Regions from separate parts of the Gossypium hirsutum genome. Here region 2 is linked to region 1. Evidence: chromatin contacts called from public Hi-C data. All regions are on one chromosome and are shown on one strand. Each heading gives the region's core, a stretch centred on a gene start, on an enhancer-like site or on the middle of the called end of the contact. The rest is flanking DNA. Distances are from core to core; before and after follow the strand shown.

The links. Hi-C and Micro-C count contacts between places; a contact is called where the count stands out from the background.
Region 2: a Hi-C map of leaf shows a contact between it and region 1, with 2.4 times the contacts expected there. The contact joins the promoter of LOC107957130 here to the enhancer-like site in region 1. A contact is called at or near these places in 3 of 34 Hi-C or Micro-C datasets (all in leaf).

The regions. Positions count from the first base shown.
Region 1 is chrA05:95,734,217-95,737,089 of Gossypium_hirsutum_v2.1, reverse strand. It overlaps the pseudogene LOC107957119. Among protein-coding and RNA genes, the nearest start is that of LOC121229556, 68 kb to the right of the region's middle. Within about 2 kb of position 1,514, at least 5 of the 9 cell types and tissues checked have an H3K27ac peak or open chromatin away from gene starts, as enhancers often do. A contact at or near this core is called in leaf, where this site is marked.
Region 2 is chrA05:96,098,238-96,101,110 of Gossypium_hirsutum_v2.1, reverse strand. LOC107957130 reads left to right here and starts at 1,513. Exons shown (of 5, transcript XM_016892568.2): 1 at 1,513-2,042; 2 at 2,638-2,722. The coding sequence starts at 1,884.

The DNA.
Region 1 (2,873 bases), core at 265-2,764:
GTCCTTCTAGGTCTTCAAAGGTGTTTAATAACAGTCCGCGGGCTTCGGAATTTTTTCTCGTTTCTTGAGCGATCTGTTGGAGAATTGAATCTTTGGTGTCGCTTGCTCGGCAAAAACTTGGAAGATCTCGACATCTAAGAAAAGCTTCCATGCCTGGAACACTTGTTATTAGTCGATCCATATCTTCATTTCCTTCCACAAACACATGTAGTTTTGTCAGAGGCCTTATTTGATATCAGAAATCACGTGTATGTCTGGAAAGTACAGATTTACAACATAGATATGTAGTTAAAAATAAAATACTAAAATATAAATAGCCAAATATATTATTATATATGTAATTTCATGTCAACTTATCATTTTTACATATTACTCATTAAAAATTTAATTAATGAATTAATGACTGTGATTTATATTAAGATTGAAATTTCAAAATTCGAAAAAATATAAAAATTTAGAATGATCCAAATAAAGAAAATAAACTAAATTGATAACTTTATGAATAGTACGAATAATTAAATTTAACCAAACGAATTTAATTATTACTGCTGAGGTAAGACTAAAATTTTATATTTTAAAAAATAAAGAGAATAAATTTGACTAGTTTAAAAAGTACAAAAACTAAATCTATAACTTTTTAGAAAGTATAAGAATTAATAGCAAAATTAAATTATATATAAAACACGGTGAGGTGGATACACACGGACTAGAAATTTTATTAAAGAAATCGACCCCTATAAATTTGAGACAAATCAAAACCGGGATTTTCTCTCATCGTAGTGTGAACCCAAACTCTAATAATTAGTGTAGAATTTTCATTTATCTTCGCTTCCAGAAGACACTGGATTCGAATTTGAAGTTTAAGAAATAGCGTCTTATGATTAATGGATGAGTTAAGTTGTTAAAAAGAAAGGAATAATACCTTTGATAGGAAGCTCCCCAGCATGGATCATATCAGGGATTGCAAAATAAGCCCAGAGACTGCAAGCACTAATGGTACGAAACTGAATGATGGGAATTCCAAGCTCATCAGCAATATCAAGTGCGAGCCCTAAGACCCCATCTCCTATAATACAATCCACTTTCGGCTTACTATTAACCAGCATTTCCTTGAAAAGTGGTTTGGTTATCAATTCCAAACCATCAAAGAGCTTCCTCACAAAATCACTGCCTACTCTGGGATGATCGTCAGGGACACCATCTAGTATGGTCTTGAATTGGAATCCCGCATATTTGGCGAAGCGGGAAAGAATATCGGTGTGACGAAGAAGTTGTTGATGGATGAAGTGGGAGTTTAGGAAGGTGACCTTGAGGCCTGCATGTGCTAATAGCTCAGCTAGCTTCAGCATGGAGTTGACATGGCCTTGTGCCGGGAGAGGGAAGATTAGTACATGAGATGATGATGTGTGTGGCTGTTGTTGTTGTTCTTGCTCCATTTTCTTTTGCAAGATTTGATTTCTTCTACTTGCTTTATGATTGAAATACGGCAATAGGAGGACCATTTGGTTTGCCATACCGAGTGGACATGGTGAATGGGAGACGTGACCGACAGGATAGTTGATAGTTACTAGAAGGATAACGTAGTGAAAAAAAATGATATTTCTTTTAAATTTTTTAAAATATAAAAATTGTAAAACTTGATAAAAAATCATAACAAAATATAGAAAATAAGATAAAAATTACAAAATAGATTATAGAAAATTATAGAAATTATTTATGACTTAAAAAGGGTAAAAAAATAGCCCACTTGGATGAAATTTAACAATTTCTCTCTGCTCATTTTCTACTCCTTGAACTTCAATTAATTTTATTTTATTTTGATAATATACAATTAAATTATTACTATCTACCTATCCATTGTAACAACATACCCACATCACAAATTTATTTTCTTCATTCACCACTTCAACATAAAAAAAAATAGACAAATTACAAAACATGGTATAATTTTAGAAAATATTTTTCCCTAAAAACATGGTATAATTCTAATAGCACCAATTAAAATGAAAAATAAGAGCTTTTTTTAAACTGTTAGAGAATGCTTAGACAAATTTGAAGGAGAGAGTTTTCCGGGTGATTATATTTACGAGCTTTGTTGCATAGTGTTAGCATATTATTAGGGTTAGAATCGAGTGAAAATATTTTAAATTAATTGAGTTCACGAGTTTTACTTTATCATCCTAACTCAATTTGAATTTTTTTCAAATCGAGTCGAGTGAAATAAAATTTGAATCGAGTCAGATCTAGCGAAATTGTTCGAGTTAAATTAAAAAAAATATATGTTAAATAAAAATATTATTATAATATAACTAATTCTATGTTAGAGCACATAAATTTGAAACCATATATATTTGAAAATTTTTCAAAGCAAAATAATAATAAAAATAAGTTACTTGAGTATGATAAATTTAAATCATTAATTAGGTCCCTACAATTGTTATTTTGCAAAATTTTTAAAATTTTAACTTTTTTATATATATTTTTAAAATGTAAATTTTGAAATTTTTATAAACATTTTGAAATTTAAAAATTATTTTGAATTATTTTGTAATTTTTGTTGAGAAAGAGACCAATTTGCTTAATTTCAAAATTGATAAGCACCAAAAGGGGGTATTTACACCAATTTGTTATTCGAATTGTAAAATTCAACTCGACTTGAGTTATTCGATTTGATTCGAATAATTCAAATAACTCGATTCGATTAACTCAAAATTTAAAAAAAAATTAATTTTTTTAAATCGAATCGAGTTTTGCTCACCCCTAACTATGACGAGGCACCATGCAAGTAGATTTGGGAGAAATTAGAGAGTTTTGAATCATTTTGTTTGATTTGATTAAAGTTTATTGAATTCAATTTATTTTTTGTTCTTAAA
Region 2 (2,873 bases), core at 264-2,763, 360 kb before region 1:
ATGTTAATGCTTAAGTTAATAATTTTTACAATTGGGTAATTGACTGATTGATTAAATATTATATGTATACTTTATTCATATTATATGTATACTTTATCCATAACATTTGATAAAAAATCATAACTAAAAATATATTTTATATATGATAAATAATTTACAAGATAAATTTTGAGATATAAGTTCTTTTAGGAACACAAATTAAATTTCGGCTATATATGTCCTCTTTTCTCTTCCATAAAATTGTATAACAAAACAATATTTGAAGTGGGATTCATTTGAATTTAATAAAGATGATTTATACAACTTGTACTACTATATATTAAGCCTGTAATTGAGTTGTTGTTATGAGTTAATCGAGAATTAACTCAATTAATAATGACTAAAATACAATTACTTTATAAAATAAATTATATTATTTAATTATGTTTTTATTTTTTATATCTTTTATATAAATATTATACACCTAGGATTTGACTTAAGACACTATATTTTTTAACATATTTGGTTTATCATTTCAGCCAAAGACTCAATTGTTTTATACCTCATTTTTTATAAATATATTTATTACATATATTATTAATATCCTCCATATAAAGATTGAGAGTAATTTAAGAATTATATTTAAAAAATTAATCATATATTCTTAATGATCATTATTGCGGAGAGGTCACGCTTGTTTTAAAAGAAGTTTACAAAGTATTGTAGACAAAGTGGTACCTTCCTTACCTACAATTGTCATATAAGGATATGGGCTCAAATCTCATCAAGAGCAAATGTTAACATTTTTTCAATGGATGAAGGCACTCTTACTCCATGAACCCTCTGAGGCTCTTAGTAAAGTCGGGAGACAAAACCTAAATAAAACCGAGGATAGATGCCTCAGGTCTAAACCAACTTGTTGAGAGGTCTATTGACTCCCCACTTCACAGATTTTTCTCGAAGCAAGCTCCACATCCCCTCAACAATATAAACTATTAATATAATACAATAAATTTTTTTGTTCAAAGGAGAATATATAATTAATTATGACATTAGTACAAAAAAAATAGTAAAGATCTTAAAAACATTAGATAGCTTAAGGGAAATAACAAGAGAAAACACAGTATGGAGACTTGACATAAAATCAAACCATACCAAAAAGGAGCAAACAATTTATATTATATCTAATAATTTTATAAAAGAAATAATTATGTAGAGATGACTCATGTTCTTTATTAACAATAAAAAAATAAAAGAAGTACCCAAGGAGACACGTGGCAAACAAGGGTTGGAATTGAATCAAATGAAATGTCCAACTTGTGTTTGGTGTTTGAATGATACATGCATAGCCATTTGTCAAAAAACCAGACATAAAAAATGAAGGAATTCACATGGGTTTTCTTTTTCTAGGCTTTAGTAAAAATTCCATTTGTCTAATTCTCTTTCGATCTTCAAAATGGGGTTGAACAAAAGGAGCTCAAACTGTGAAAAACCCCTTTTCTTGGGCTTATAAATAGGCTTGGATCCTTTGCCAACCAACAAACATATCTCTACATCTGCACTGCAAACTCTTCACGTGTTTCTCAGCTCTCTCTCCCTCTTTTGCTTTCCTTCCCTTACCTCCTTCCTACCTCTCTTGCACTCTTCTTTACTTTTATCTCTTTGGTTTGTTTCTTTTGTTTTCTGAGAAAAAAGAAAATCTTATCCACTGGCCCGACATTGCCAGCAACCTTTTTGTCTTTGTGTTTTTTGTTCGGTCTCGTTCTTTGAGGGTCGTTTCTTGTTTTAAGATATATATATTTATATATATCTCAAAGAGTAGTTTTGTTCGTTGGTTGACAAAGAAAGATATTTTTTTAAACCCCAAAAAGGAAAAAAAAAAAAAGTTCACTTATTTTTCTGGTATGGAAAACAAAAGGCAAGTGAGTGGCTCTTCATCATCATCATCATCATCATCTTCATCGTCTGTTTCTTTGGATCATCTCTTTGGTCCAAAGGACTCTTCTTCTTCATCAACTACCACAACTGGGCTTTTTGGAACTATTTTTCCCCCTCCATCAGTGGTAAACCCTTTTGCTCTTCATTTTCTATCCATAAAATGATACAGCTTTGTTGATTTTGACGAAAAATGAAATACCATTTTACTCATTAGTTAGCTATTTACTTGCAGATGTGTGAAATTTTGATACTGGGGGATAATATACTTTGATTGGAAGTAACTGAGAAGTTGATATATTTAGGATAAACCTGGCTTAATTGTATTTAGAGTTTGTATATTTCTTTTTCTAACATTATGGATTTATATATTCCAAGTGAATGATTCTTTAAAAAAGATGCAAAGAGATGCTTTATATAATACACTAAAATTCTGTACATCATGTGCTTGGATATATTCACTTAGTGGATAGATGCTAGCTAGTGGGGTTTACCGGTCAATTTTTCTCTGTAACATCTTAAATTTGCAAAGTTAATATGTATATTCCAATGCTAGCTAGTGGTGGGAGAAAAGTTGGCTTTGTACTGTGCATTAATGGAATTATTGGTGACCTCTGGCTATGTATGGCTTGTTTTAATTGTGGTTATCCATTTTTGTTCTAATTTTTATAGGTTTTTAATGGTGAATAGGTCTAAATATTGTTCTCTCTTTTCTGATTTCAGGTGCTGGGGAGGGACTCAACTCACTCCGGAATTAGAGGTTCATGGAATACTCAGGGTTTGCCCCATCATGCCAGATATGGAACAGGTTTTTTTGTTGCCTTCTTGTATTAATTTTTAGCATTTCTCCTTGCATTTTTCTCGTAGTTTTCTTCTGTTCGACATATTTGGATATATATATGTGTGTGTACTTGACACGTATCTGAATATGAGGATATGATATATAAAAAAATTAAACA